Linked DNA regions of Sus scrofa: all the other regions are linked to region 3. A link is a contact called in public Hi-C and promoter capture Hi-C data. All regions are on one chromosome and are shown on one strand. The core of a region is the stretch at or near the end of the contact, and the rest is flanking DNA. Distances in the headings are between cores, read along the strand shown. Region 1 holds the start of LZTS3 (leucine zipper putative tumor suppressor 3). Region 2 holds the start of MRPS26 (28S ribosomal protein S26, mitochondrial). Region 3 holds the start of IDH3B (isocitrate dehydrogenase 3 (NAD(+)) beta).

Evidence for each region. Promoter capture Hi-C pulls out the DNA fragments that hold promoters and counts their contacts. Hi-C and Micro-C count contacts between places; a contact is called where the count stands out from the background.
Region 1: a Hi-C map of subcutaneous adipose tissue shows a contact between it and region 3, with 1.8 times the contacts expected there. The contact joins the promoter of LZTS3 here to the promoter of IDH3B in region 3. A contact is called at or near these places in 1 of 5 promoter capture datasets (liver), 4 of 47 Hi-C or Micro-C datasets (embryonic fibroblasts, heart right ventricle, skeletal muscle and 1 more) and 1 of 2 datasets of contacts at active chromatin or transcription factors (alveolar macrophages).
Region 2: a promoter capture Hi-C map of liver shows a contact between it and region 3, with 11 times the contacts expected there. The contact joins the promoter of MRPS26 here to the promoter of IDH3B in region 3. A contact is called at or near these places in 2 of 5 promoter capture datasets (both in liver) and 2 of 2 datasets of contacts at active chromatin or transcription factors (alveolar macrophages and skeletal muscle).

What each region holds. Positions count from the first base shown.
Region 1 is chr17:32,505,383-32,510,329 of Sscrofa11.1, forward strand. LZTS3 (leucine zipper putative tumor suppressor 3) reads left to right here and starts at 2,130. Exons shown (of 4, transcript XM_021078357.1): 1 at 2,130-3,447.
Region 2 is chr17:32,628,565-32,633,177 of Sscrofa11.1, forward strand. It overlaps MRPS26 (28S ribosomal protein S26, mitochondrial), which reads right to left and starts at 2,870. Exons shown (of 4, transcript XM_001924808.5): 1 at 2,617-2,870; 2 at 2,357-2,503; 3 at 2,149-2,272; 4 at 717-1,246. The coding sequence starts at 2,828. The coding sequence ends at 1,112. GNRH2 (progonadoliberin-2) reads right to left here. Exons shown (of 3, transcript XM_005672785.3): 1 at 4,223-4,613; 2 at 3,942-4,078; 3 at 2,864-3,150. The coding sequence starts at 4,379. The coding sequence ends at 3,112.
Region 3 is chr17:32,951,701-32,956,633 of Sscrofa11.1, forward strand. IDH3B (isocitrate dehydrogenase 3 (NAD(+)) beta) reads left to right here and starts at 3,417. Exons shown (of 12, transcript NM_001044575.2): 1 at 3,417-3,469; 2 at 3,588-3,668; 3 at 3,789-3,887; 4 at 3,987-4,107. The coding sequence starts at 3,434. LOC102158952 (a long non-coding RNA gene) reads right to left here and starts at 3,375. Exons shown (of 4, transcript XR_002339868.1): 1 at 3,290-3,375; 2 at 2,993-3,058; 3 at 2,519-2,582; 4 at 402-1,064.

The sequences.
Region 1 (4,947 bases), core at 880-3,379, 450 kb before region 3:
AGAAGGTGGTGGCACATGCCGCTTCCCCAGGGGATGAGCCACCAACCACAGCCAAGGGCAAACTGAAGTCATGGCTGGCTGAAGCTGGACAGAGGAGAGCCTGGGAACCAGAAGGCATACATCTCCCGGTGTTCTTAAGATGTAAGAACAGATGTAACATAAGAACAGAAAACTATGAAAAGATTAAGTTCAGATCAAGACAAAATTGGGGGAGTTCCCATCGTGGCACAGTGGAAACGAATCAGACTAGTAACCATGAGGTTTCGGGTTTGATCCCTGGTCTCGCTCAGTGGGTTAAGGATCCGGCGTTGCCGTGAGCTGTGGTGTAGGCTGGCAGCTGTAGCTCCGATTTGACCCCTAGCCTTGGAACTTCCATATGCCGTAGGTGCAGCCCTAAAAAGCAAAAAACAAAACAAAACAAAAAACCAAAAAAAACAAACCAAAGGCAAAATTGGGGTGGAAAACGGCTAAATCGAAAGGAAAATAAACAAATAGCTTATTAGAGAAGACAGTATCCTTTACTCTGAAGAAAACTAGGTCCGTAATGGTGAAAAAAAAAAATTGGTTAGAGTTCCTGTTGTGGCGCAGCAGAAACGGATCCGACTAGAAACCATGAGGTTGTGGGTTCAATCCTTGGCCTTGCTCAGTGGGTTAAGGATCCGGCGTTGCTGTGAGCTGTGGTGTATATGTGGTTCAGATCTGGCATGGCTGTGGCTGTGGTGTAGGCGAGCAGCTGTAGCTCTGATTAGACCCCTAGCTTGGGAACCTCCACATGCCGTGGGTGCAGCCCTAAAAATACAAAAAGACCAAAAAAGAAAAAAAATTGGAAATTCCTGTTTGGCACATCATTTTAAGGATCCGGCATTGCCACAGCTATGGGACAGGCTGAAACTGTGGCTAGATCCCATCCCTGGCTGGGGAACATCCACATGCCAGCTGTATTTGTGGCCAAGGGGGAAAAAAAATTGAGATACTCTTTCAGAATGCAGAGAAAAGGGACAAAGAGATTTAATTGACAGTGATGATCCAATGTAATAATATTTTAGGGGAGGAAAAAAATCCAAACAATCTGTCAACAGAATGGACAGGAAAATAGAAAACATCTCAGCTGAAAATAATACCTTTTTTATTTCTGGATAAGTAATAGAAAAATGTCTATACTGAAACTTATACTGGCAATGTTTGACTTTTGAACGTAAAGAAAAATGCCAAGGGAGTTCCCATTGTGGCTCAGTGGTTAACGAATCCAACTAGGAACCATGAGGTTGCGGGTTCGATCCCTGGTCTTGCTCAGTGGGTTAAGGATCTGGTGTTGCCATGAGCTGTGGTGTAGGTTGCAGACGTGGCTCAGATCCCGAGTTGCTGTGGCTCTGGCGTAGGCCGGCAGCTCCGATTAGACCCCTGACCTGGGAACCTCCATATGCCGTAGGAGCGGCCCTAGAAAAGGCAAAAAGACCAAAAAAAAAAAAAAAAAAGAAAAATCCCAACAAGCATCAGGTGAACTACTTGTCGAACAGAGGCCAGCCCAGCTTTGCTACCTTTCCTGGGGGTGTTGGGTGAGCTATAATTGACAGATAACATTCTATTAGTTTCAGGTGTACTTGCTACCATCTTAAGAGCCAAAAGACAATGAGATAAGGATAAGAGAATCTTGAGAGGAAAAGTCTGAGATTGAAGAATTCTATTAACAGTGAAGCCACCATTTGTGTGTAGACACACAAATGTGTAAAGCCATTACAAAATTCTCATCTAGAGCAAAGACTTAGAAAAACATAACATCCTGGAGTTCTCCTTAAAAATCAGTCAAGTGAGGAGTTCTCACTGTGGTTCAGTGGGTTAAGAATTAGACTAGTATCCACAAAGATGTGGGTTCAATCCCTGGCCTTGCTCAGTGGGTTAGGGATACAGCATTGCCATGAGCTGGGTGTAGGTCACAGTCGATGCTTGGATCTGGTGTGGCTGTAGCGTATGCCAGCAGCTGGAGCTCCGGGTCTACCCTAGCCTGGGAACCTCCATATGCTGCAAGTTCGGCCCTAAGAAAAAAAAGTGTGAGGATATCAGGCCAAGAGATGGAAAGGTATAGGTATATTAAATTACTCATTATATAAGGAGGAACATAAAAATGAATGACTTATTGACTTTAATAATTTGTCAAATATAAACCGCATTTTTATTTGATAAACTATAAGGCAACAACCAGGAGAATTAAAAACAGATTTTCTGCCTTGCAAGTCACTATGGGAGATAAAAGCAAATATAGAAAAATTCAAAACACAGGCAATAGCCGCAAATTAAAACTATAAAATGAGATGACTAATGACAAAACGAATAAATCTGTAACAGTAAAGCTACAATGGGTTAAATACCAGCCCAAGTGGAGACGCTGCAGTTTTTCAGACAGACCCTTAGTGCCTCCAGGCTTTTCTTAATGCTGAACCCTAGGCGTGGCTTGCTTGCCTGCCCTAGTCAAGGCTAAGGCTTCAGTTCCAGACAGATTTCTTCCTCCCGGCAGTACTCCCAGGCCACCTGGGGGGGAATGAGCAGTCCTCTCTCATTCCCGGCAAGCGAAGCCGGTGCTCCGTATTGGAGCATCCCCCCAACTCCCTTTCACTGCGAGGGGCCGGGCATCGTGCCAGGTTCCGGCCACTGGGTGAAGCACTCAAACTCTCTGCTCGATTGTAATGTTATATCTTTTTCCCCGTCCCCCGCCTTTTCCTCCGGACTGTGATCCTTGGCGAGAAGCAAGTTTCAAGCCGGCTCCAATTGGGGACGGACGCAGTCACGGACCATCGAAGCCTTCTTTTCCCCTCAAACCTGCTTGTCCCGGCGCCGGAGCGGATATTCCTTGCGCCGTGTTGGTTCCACGCGCCACGGCTCGCCCCGCCCCCACCTTGCAGATTTGCAGGGTCTTACGGCGTCCGCTGGGAGGCCGCGCCCGGAAGAGCAGGAGCGGGGGCGAACTGGAGCTCGGGGCTTGGCGTCTAGAGTCCCTTTCCCAAGCCAGAGGGTTTCTCCTTGTCGCCAAAGAAGTGAGGTTCAGGGAAGGCGCTGTCCTACTGGATTTGTTGAAGAGGAGAGACTGGGGGCTGAGTCCAAGGGCCTTGGGGGTCAATAAGGTATCAGCAGGGAGTCTCGGTGCAGATTCGCGGAGCCCTAGGGTGGGTGAAATAGAGGGTCCCATACGCGGACCGGTATGCAGCGACGAAGGGGTTAAGGCATTTCGCCCCGCCTCAGACCGGGGATTGGCGGGCTCGGGGGGCGTGGCCGGAGGGCGGGCCCGCGTTTGCCGCAGCCACGGGTGGGCGGGGCCCGGGCGGGGAGCGGGAGGGGCGCGGAGCCGAGCCGGGCCCGCGCCTCGCGCCCCGCCGGGCGGGCTTCTGGCTGCGCCAGCGAGCGGGGCCGGTGGCGCCCGTGCTGAAGACCCCGCACCGGACCCTGAGGCAGCGAGTAAGTGAGGCAGGCCCTCCGCGGCGCTCCTTGCAGCTCCGACCTGTCGCTGTGCCCGCTGCACCGCGAGGCTCGTTGAGTCAGACCTGGAGCTGGGGAGGGGGTGCGTCCCACTGCTGGGGGTCCCCGGGGTGAGGGGAGTGGAGATGAGGCCGATGATGTCATGGATGCTTCGCAGGGCCTGGGGGATGGTGGCGGCCGGAGGGGGTGCGGCCCGGATTATGTCACCTCTTCCCTCTGCGCCCCGCCCCCCGGGCCACACGCGTTGGTGGGGAGCACCGGGAGGTGCCGGAGGGATTTCAACCACTGCAGAGACCCTTCCCCGGGCACCTCCTCGGGATGGCCTGGGGCCCTGGTCTCTGTTGGCTCTGCGGGCCGCGGGCTGCTGGTGAATGGCGTGCACCCCCCCACACCACCCCCCGTGCAGGAGGCTCGTGTGTGCGCGCGTGTGTCCTCGGGGTGTGTGTGGGGGCGCTGTCAGCCCCCTCAGTCCTGAAGCACGGGTTTCATCAGAGCCAGGATCTAAGGGATGGATCCCTTCCCCCTTTGTCGCCAAGGGAAGATGGATCTCCCTTCACACATCCCAACCAAGAAGTTCTGGAGACCTCTGCACCCTCAAAGCCCTACTGTGACCCCGATACCTTTTCTCCCTCAGTCCTTCCCAGAAGCCCTTCCTGATGTTCCCGTCCGGATTCATTGCCTCTTTGCATTGCTCATAACTGGCCTTCCCACATGCATTCTCTGCATCTCCTCAGTGCCAGGGCCTAAAGACCCCAACACTCTGTTGTCTGTTTCCCTGCGGGGGCACCCACAGTCCAGCCCTGGAGATGCCTCAGAATGAAATCTTGGAGTAGCCTGAGCCAAGTGCTTTAAGACCTCTTCCCGCAGGGGAGATCAGGAATGCTGTCCTGGGAGGCAGCATCTGGATTGGTCCTTGAAAGATGCAGAATGGGCACAGGGAGCTGAGAACAGATTTTGTGCATGGAGTGAGATGGGTTCAGGTCAGGGGACATAGGATGAGCAGCAGGAGAGGCCTTGGGGGCTCTGCTGCAAGCTCTACCTTGGTTCTGAGGGTTGAGAGGAATGCCAGGCATTTACCCATAATACATTCACTTCTTAACATTCCTGTAATGTAGGTGTGAGAATCTGAGGTGGAATAACCTGCATGCAGTTCCACCTCTAATCAGTTGAGCTGGGATTTACACTTGGAGCTGATGCCTCCATAACTCTGTCTACTGCACTTGGTGCTGTTCATGGAAGAATTCGGGCAGAGCAGGGACAACGGCTTTGCCCTTTAGAAAGTGTCCCTCAGCAGCTGCACAGGGGAGGGAGTGCAGAGGAAGAAATGTGAGTGAGAAGCCCCCAGCAAGGATGCTGGCAGGAGGGGCTGGTGAGATCTTTAGGGGTTGAGTGGGCTGAGCTTGGGGCCTCTGAGACCCCAAGAGAAGGGTGAGTGTTCCTAGCTTTAGGAGGGGCACAGATAGGGTCGTCACGGTAGGA
Region 2 (4,613 bases), core at 1,620-4,119, 320 kb before region 3:
GCTTTTGCACCTCTATTACCTGCTTCCCTGCTTGAATGTGAGGGACCGTCCGCATGTATTCCCTAAAGGGTTTTCATTCTTGAGGGTCTAAGACCCCATCCACAACATGGGAATTAGGGAAAGAAACTAGATTGTTTTTCCCTCTGGTGTTATCTGGCCAAGTTCCAGTGAATGATGGCAAAGAGACATTAAGCTCTGGCTCAGAGAAACATTTCTCTTCCTGATCCTAGATGTTCCTTGAGGGCCTGCATCTGAATCAGGGCCATGGAGCTGAGCTTTAATCACAAGTACTTCTAGTATCCATAGAGTTTGCTCCAAGTGCTTAAGTCACACTGACCTTATCAAGGTGAACCAAGACCCTGCCATCACCAGGCTGGTGTGTGGTCTAAAACGGCACTGCCAGGGTAAATGCAGTCACTGAAGTCAAAGGTGGAGAGACCACCAGAAAAATGGGATCTTCTTGCCTGTGTGTCCTGGGCACATAAGACCTTGGCCCGTAAAACCCAGGGTCAAGCAGAAACAGCACTTCGGCCAATGGTTACTTTGTGCCTGTTACCTGCTCCCAGTTGAAGCCTGAGAGCCCTAGATCAAGGTGTCAGCAAACTTCTCTAAGAAGTCATATAACAGTATTTTAGACTTTGCAAGTCACATGATCTCTGCTATAACTACTCATCGCTGCCATTGTAGTGTGAAAACAGTCAATGACTAAGTGTAGCTCTGTGCCAATAAACTTTATTTACAAAAAGAAGTAATGGGCCAGATTTGGCCCATGGACTGCAGTTTGCCAACCACTGTCCTTGATGATACTCAGGAGATGACCTGGCTGCCTAAGGGGACTATGGCCTAACCTGCTCCTCTGTAAGATGGAAACTTCTAAGGTCTGGTGCTTGGCTGAGAATCATACATGGGTATGGAACAGGGCACTGTGTGAGGGAATTTCTAACCAATTGGTGGGTGTTAAGGCCCAAAGTGAGGGCTGCAGTGGAATCCGTAGAGCCTCCTCCTTCATAAGAAACACCAACTGCTTTATTCCAGATCAGGTACGACACTCCAATCCCTCCGCCCCTCAACACACAATGGTTCCTGGGTGGGCACTGTCCTTATTGGGTCCTTATGAGCCCTTTTGCTGGGGCCTGACAACCAGCCCCTCTCTGGTGATGGCCCAGTTGTAGCTCTTTGGGGAGTCCAATGCTTCTTCCACCCGTGCCTCCAGGTTCTCTCGAGTGATGAAGGTTTTTGCCTCCTCCTATTGGAAGAGAGAAAGACAGCTGAATGGGAGCTCCCAGCACACACCTGCTGGCTTTAGCCCACTGAAGGCGGGGCTCCAGCTCCCCTGTGGGAAAGGTGTTTGGTCCAGGTCCTTTGAATGCCCCACTGACTTTCGAGTGAAGAACATCAGGCAGCTTGGCCACATTCAGCTTTCTTAGATAACCATGCCTTGGAGACTGCCCAAAACCCAGGTACACCAGCTGTGACAATCCACTGGGTGGAATCAGTCCCTCAGTGCTGCCTGGGTCTCTCAATTTCTCTCAAACTGACCTTCTCCCTCTATAATTTAAATCTCATCCATTCCTGCTAGGTCATTTCTTTTTTGTTTTTTTGGGGCTGCACCTGAGGTATATGGAGGTCCCCAGGCTAGGGGTCAAAGCGGAGCTGTAGCTGCCAGCTTACACCACAGCCACAGCAATGCTGGATCCGAGCCGCATCTTCGACCTACACCACATCTCACGGCAACCCCGGATCCTTAACCCACCGAGCAGGGCCAGGGATCGAACCCATCCTCATGGATACTAGTTGGGTTCATTAACTACTGAGCCACAACGGGAACTCCACACTGGATTACTTCTAACTGGTCTCCCTGCTCTTAAGTCCCACATGTGACATCCGAGCCCAGAACGTTTAATCCCTCAGTGACTTTTTTACCCTTATGGCAAAAAACAAACTTCTTAGGGAACAATGCAATGTCAACTCTCACCTTCGGGTTTCTGTGTCTGACAGACACTCACCCTGCCCTGCTTCTCTCCTAAAGCCTCACCTGCTACTCCCCTCTCAAGACTCAAAGCCACTCTGCACGTAGTTAGAGGCCCCCCCCCCCCAAACCTGCGGAGTTCTTGGCCTGCAGCCCCACCCTCGGGAGACGGGACCCACCTGCAGTTGCAGCACTTCCTGCTCCTTGAGCTGCGCCCAGGCCTGCGCCTCTCGGGCCTGCAGGACAGCCTCCTCGGCCTGCCGCCGCTCCTGCTCGAGGGCCTCCTGCCGCAGCCTGGCCAGCCTGGGAGGGGTGAGAAGCCGAGGCTGAGCGGGGCTGGGGGGGAGTCTCCTGACAGGCCAGGCGGCCCCGCCCCGCCCCACTCACCGCAGCTCGTGCAACCGCTGGTTCTCCGCCTGGTTCCAAGCCATCAGCTCGCGATGCTCAGCCGCGTCCTCCTGCGCCTTGCGCTCTGCCTGGACCCCGGCCCGGGCCTCATGCAGCTTCTTGCGCACCTCGGACATGAACTCCAGCCTGGGCGGAGACGCGCCCAAAATTGGCACTCTCTTCGCCCGCCCGCTCGCTCGCCCGCCCCAACACACACGCCGGACAGCGACGACGGCCGCCGCCCCCTCCGTCGCACACACCTGAGCGCGCGCACCGTCTGGCGATACTGGCGGTAACGCTCGGTCAGCACGAAGAACTCCGTAGGATCCACCGCGGGCGGAGTCGCCACGCGCCCGGCTTTGGACTTGGCCGGCGGGTCGTGGCGGGTCTTGCGGCCGCGCGTGGGGAGCAGAAGCGGGGCCGGGAGCCGGCCCGCAGGCCGCGCACCCAGGCCGCCCAGCACGCGCAGCATGGCGAGGCCTCCCCGCCTCCGGCGAGCCGCAAGGCTTCATGGGTGCCGGGAAGTGGCGCGCGAAGCACCACGGGACATGTAGTCCGGCGACTCTACCCCCACCCTCAGGAGCCCGCTGACACCTCAGGCTGCTCTCGCCTGCTGTGTCCTCCCTGCTGGGTCCAGTCCCGCCCCATGTCCCCGGCCCGCGTCTCTCCAGCCACACGCGGGAATGGCTGTCAGTAGGGGTGGAAGAGAGGGGACAAACGAAAGAAGATGCAAAAACTCAGGAAACTTCACACCTTTATTGGAGGGCAGCGGGGCGCAGCGGTCGTGGTCGGGTCTGTGGGAGGAAGGGGCGGTCATTCCACTGGACGCTCTGGTCATCTGACCGCGGAGCTGAGGCCTTGCCCACGCCCTCCTTTCCTTCCCGTCCCGACTAGGCCCAGCTGCGTGGGATCGGCCGCCGGCCGGCGGGTGTTCCCCACTCCCACTTCTTGCGGATGCACTGTTGCCTCCTAGAGGACACAGCGTGCAGGTTCTCCAGCTTCGTAGGCGTGGAGGTGTAGCTCACCTTAAACCTGAGCTCCTACCAGCTTATATTTGGGGATAAGGTTTTGCCTGCCTTACAGGAATTTATCTTTCTCCTTTAGTTAAGATGCTCCCAAGGGGCACTTTAAAATACAATTTGCAAGACAGTAATAAACCACCTCCCTACACTTGTTTTTCGCTATTGGCCTTGGGGAGCTCTTGAGTCATTCCTAGTGCAGCTATCAGTAACCAGCTGGTTTTCAGGGCCCTACAGCTAAGTGTAAGGTCGCACCCCTCACTTTCCACTGGCTGCCGGCCTGCGCACCTGGAGACACAGTGGTTTCTCCAGACTGTCAAGAAGTCTGGGGAACCTCATTACTGCCACTGTCTTATTTATGGAGGTTTTTAGTAGTTACCTCCTACTCCACTAGTAACTCATTTGCTTTAATCTAACATATTATCTCATCATAAACTGTCTAGATTTGGGGGTACTGAATAGCACGTGGCACCAATAGCTGGGCCAAGGGATATCTCAGTGGTATCTTGTTCCTTCCATCCCCAACCCCTCCCTGGCCAGTGCTGGGGGCCTTGCGCCCTACTTACCAGCAGTTTCTGCACCAGGTGCTGCTTCCCACGGAGAAGCCACTGGACCATGGTCTTGCCCTCCCAGGGTACAGTGTCCTCAGGGGGAGCCAGGGCATTGCTTGGGAGGCTATGAGCAATTTGGCCTGGGCTGCCTGCTGCAGTGCCCAGAACCCTTCCTTAGAAGGCTGCAGCCTAACCCCCTCAGCACCCCCTCCCCCCGCGTGTGTGCCAAGGTTCAAGGTAGGCAAAGGAGCCCCAGCCAGCACCTTCTTCTTCCCACTTGAGATCCTTCAACCCACCTGGGAGCCAAGGAGCATGCTGGGGTTCCTGGGATGAGCTGGAGGCTCGCTTTCCTCCAGGGTACCAGCCATGGGACCAGTGCTGAGCCTTTGAGGATCCAGGATGTGTGGTCAGCAGCAGCAGCAGCAGCAGGAGGCCTAGCCCAAAGCTGGCCATGGCAGGGCTGCCCCCCTGGACAGTGGACAGCGCTCAAGGAGTCTGACACCCCCATACACACCCCCTTCATCTTCCTCCAAGGTCCCTTTGGACAACTGGCACTTCGGGGGCAGCTTTAGCATTTCCTAATGTCCTCCCTTCTGCTATTGCTCCTCATCCCAGACTACAGGGGTCCAGACCCTCGAGGTCTCCTGGGAAAGAGACTCCTCCCAGCTTTGCCAGCAGAGGGCCCTC
Region 3 (4,933 bases), core at 2,167-4,666:
GTCCCCCGACTGCCTTGCTGTTGGTCATTAACTGCACACAGCTACCCCCTTCTCTGGGAAGGATGTCCTTGGCTAAATGGAGGCCCCAAGAGCTGAAGACACCTAGAAGTTTAGGGCATGCAGGGCTGAAGCAGAGTTTTTAAGGCTTGCTTCAAACTGGGATAACCCCGAGACATCATTCCTGCTCCAGAGCTCCCCAGAACAAGGTGAGGTAGACTCCAGCTGAAGCTACATCTTCTGAGCTCCATCCCCTGCACTCCTTTCAGGAAAGGATTCTATTTGTTTTTGGCTGTATCTCTGGCATGCTGAAGTTCCCAGGCCAGGGACTGAACCTGAGCCACAACAGTGGCAATGCCAGATCTGTAACCAGCCAGGCTACCAGGGAATAGAAGAAAAGCTTTTAAACACATAAAATAAAACAAATAAGATTACGAAGAAAACTCATTATATTGATATATAATAGTAATGCAACTTTGTAATACAGCACTATGCTGGCAGTTTTATTACTACATTAATTAACAAAATTTAGCATTAGGTCAAACAATATCAAAGTAGGGATGAAAGCAAGTGACATTTCAAGATATGTGGCACAACTGAAATGTGGCATGAAATATAGTTTCTATTAGTGACAAAGTCAAGGGCACTACAGGTAGCACTATAATATCACTCTACCTTCATAATGAAAGGAAACACTAAATTTCAATTAGAGGGTAATGAGAATAAAGATGTGATTAAAAAAAAAATTCCCTAAATTCATGGTACTGATTTCCATTCACAAATACCCAGAGCTCTGGTTAAGACCCCTGTACTGGAGAACTTATAGGCTTAGGAAACTGACAGTGAATTCATACGAACACTCATACATGCTTCATAACAATTAGATGGAACGAGGTAGTTTAAGCTCCCTAACCTGCCTAAAGTCTGGTTAAGGAAACTTTCCAAGAGTCCTGAATGAACTTCCCTATTCTCAGGTAGTATCAGTGAGAGACGCTTTCATAAGTACTCAAAGTCCAGGAGAGCTCACCAAACTCATGGGAAGAACACAATGGCTGAGACGGTGTCAACTGAAAAAAAAAAAAAAATACAACGTGAGAGTTGTGAGTTAAGTTTCATTCGGGGCAAAATGAGGACTCTAGCCCTGGAGGCAGCCTCTGAGAAACTGCTCTGAAGAGGTAGGGAGGAAGGTCAGTATATACGTGATTTTGGTGAACTGGGAGGGAGGGGGCATTGGTCCACGCAATCAAGCACATGTTTTTGCAGAAGGTTGCTGCTAGTCTCATGAAGGTTACTGCTAGTCATGAGGAGCGGCTGTTACGAGGAAGGATTTTAGCGCTTTTCTTGAAAAAGAGGAGATGCAAGAATTGGGCTCATAAAATCTTCTCCTGAAAATATCTATCTAAAGACCACCTGTTCTGCTAGCTTTTCGTAGAGCATGAAGTGCCTCATTCCCAATCTCCACCCTGAACTCCTTTCAGAGTGTGTTGAAGGACAGCGGTTGCAGCAGCTTGTGATTTAATTCTTGTAGAGGCAGATGGCCAGTGCCGATCTTTAGGTGGCAACAGTGATGGTCACATTTCCTTGGCCTGAATCAACTGGTACCCTTCATTAGCTCCCTTCACCCTTCTGACATCCCATGGTGTTGTATCAATTAGCAGATATTATTGGTCAAGCTGGGCTCAGATCTGCGCAGAATTTAGGGATGGAAATAATGTTGGTCTTGCGCTCATGAAAGTTAATATTTTCTGGGATTAAAATTAGATGATCAGAGATGGGACCAAGATGGTACATTTCCTTTCCCACCCTAAGTTGCCTAAAGTAACAGAAAATACAGGTTTTAAAAAGTCTAAATCTTCCACTTTTTTTCTTTAGAAAGAAGAATATTTGGAAGAGAAAAACGCTGGTGGACAGCAATAGCAGTGTGGGACTTGGGACTAGGGAGTCTATGGCAGCAAGCTGGTGCTGCTCTCTGGTTTTGATTCTGAAGATGGAGGACTATATTACATTAATATTATACACTGATGAATTATATTAGCTATGATAACAGCCTTTATTTACACAGTACGTTTAAGTTTCTTACACGTTTATTATCTAATTTGAATCTTTTCACCCCACAACTGTAGAGAATGCTCTGCTTAAAGGAATGCAAAAAAGAGGCACAAAGCCTATCTTTGGTCCCCAAGATGAGAACCACACATACTCTCCCTTAGGCTGAGGGAATGCCCTACACTTTTTGGATGGATGAGGTTTACAAAGCGTAGAGGATGAGGTTTACAAAGCTTAGAGAATCTAATTAATGGTTCTTAAATTTGTGCGTAACATCTGGGAGAGGCAGATGTATTTTCTGGGGCCCCAATCTTGCAATTTGGATTCAGCAAGTCTGGGGTGGAACTCAGAAGTCTGCATTTTTATCAAGTGCCCCTGGTCCACTTGTGTCATCTGTTTTAAGCATGTTATTTGTCAACAGCATGTGATGGGAATTTTAAAAATCACTCTGAAATTCCCTTTTAGTCATACTTACATGCTTGAAGTAATTTCAGTCTCCAATTATAATCCTGCTTAGGGGCGTTCAGGCCCCAGATACCCTATTAGGGAAACAAATGTCAGATCAAAGAACAAGACCAGGGAATTTCCTGTTGTGGCTCAATGGTAAGAACCCAACTAGTATCTACGAGGATGTGGGTTAGATCCTTGGCCTCGCTCAGTGGGTTAAGGACCTGGCGTTGCCTCCTGTGCTGTTGGTTGCAGACGCCTCTGGTATCTGGCGTTGCTGTGGCTTAGGTGTAGGCTGGCAGCCGAGGCTCCCACTCCACCCCTAGCCTGTGAACTTGTATATGCGGCGGGTGCGGCCATAAAAAACAAGCAAACAAAAAAAACAACCTCCCCCAAACCCCCCACCGAAACAGAACGAGACCAGGTAGCAACAAACAACCAGCAAACCTGATTAATACAAAGTAACTGAGTAGGCTAGGATACTGAAGCCAGACATACACACCTGCTCCTACCGACCATGTGGTTCATTAACGCCTTTAGCGTCGGACACAGGACTGTTCAGTGAGAACTGGTTAAAAGATTAACAAACGTGAAGACACAAAACATTAAGACAGATTCTTCAGTATTGTTTTTCAACTCGTTATTTAACTTAGGTCCTCCTTTGATAAAAATGAAACCTCATATTTTCCTTTAATGTTATTTTTAAGTTTCAACATAAACAGGGTGACCGAAAATAAAGGAAGGAACAAAGCGGTTCTGTGCCGCATCAGCCTCCAGGGGAAGGGGTGCGTAGGAGTACCTAACGCAGGAGGATGAAAAGTAAGCACGAGCTTTGTGTTGGAGGAAAAGAGAGAGCCACCCGGCACCCACGCCGGACCGGAAGTAGAGGCGCAGAGCCGCGCTGGATTCCGGCGTCACCTTCCCGCGACTTCCTACGGCGAACATGGCGGCCCTCAGCGGCGTCCGCTGGCTGACCCGAGTGAGGACCGGGACACGCCGGGGCGGGTGGGAGGGTGGCCTGTTTGTGGCGGGCTCACTGAAGTATTCCCGCTCTGAGGGTCCCAGACCTGACCTCAAAGGCGTGTGTGTCTGTGCAGGCGCTGGTCGCCGCCGCGAACCCCGGAGCATGGAGGAGCCTGAGTACCTCGGTCGTGGCGCAAGCCGCCTCCCGGAGCCAGGTAAGCGCAAGTCCTGCTCTGTCTTACCCACGCCCCTGACCCCTCCTCTCCTAGCGTCCCCGCGCCCCGCCACGACCGCTGCCTCCGCTCCAGCTTTAGCCCTGCTGACCCGGTTTGCAGGCCGAGGACGTGAGAGTGGAAGGCGCCTTTCCCGTGACTATGTTGCCAGGAGACGGCGTGGGGCCTGAGCTGATGCACGCTGTCAAGGAGGTTTTCAAGGTGAATGACCCGGGGGAATCCGCCAGCAGGGACCATGGCTTGGGCTGGAAAGGACTTATTCCATTCTGACCCTGCCATTTTTGGCACGTGCCCCTGAAGGCGGCCTCTGTCCCGGTGGAGTTCCAGGAACATCACCTGAGCGAGGTGCAGAATATGGCATCCGAGGAGAAGCTGGAGCAGGTGCTGAGTTCGATGAAGGAGAACAAAGTGGCCATAATTGGTATGTTTGCTCCCTTGCTACCTTGCCCACGTGTTATTTAAAATCAAACAAATAAATGTTCGTTAAATTTCCCTCAGCACTCACTAATCCATTGTCTTCCAGCTCCCACTGATTAGTGGCCATTTGCTCCTTTCATTTGGGAACCCAGGAGTTGAGAAGTCGTGTAGCTCTCTTGCTGTCTATGCAGGAAGGCTCCAAGGGTTTGGAGTCCGTCATGGGGCTACATCATGAGTCATCAAATCTTGTTACTGTGGTTCTAGAATGGCTTTCTAACTGCCTCTTTTCTTTTAATTTTCCTTCTGCTTCCCTACTGTAATTGCCTCATTAGATTTTTTAGCTTTCAGTTCTGTCTCTACAGTTCATCCTCTACATCTCTTCTCTTGGGACCAGCGTGACTTTGCCAGGCCCAGCCTGGTATAGGAAAGTAAGTTCTTTATGAACTGATCTTTCCTGGCTTCATTTCTATAACACTTATTCTGTGCTTTGGTTACACCAGACTATGTTCGTTTCCACATACATGTACTGTCTTGACTTATGCTTCCTTCTGCCCACAATGTTCTCCTTTTGGGGCCACCTGTCAGACGTTTCCTCACTGACTGTATTCATTTGCTAGGGCTGCTGTAAACAAATGACCACAAACCCGTCGGCTTAAAATAACGGAAATTTATTCTTTCACAGTTCTGGAGGCTAGAATTCCAAGATTAAGGTGTTGTTGGATCTCCCTCTGAAGGCTTGGGGAGAATCCTTCTTTGCCTCTTCCAACTGCTGGTGGCTTCTGGCAGCTGCTGGCATTCCTCGGGGTTTCTTGGCTTGTAGATGGATCACT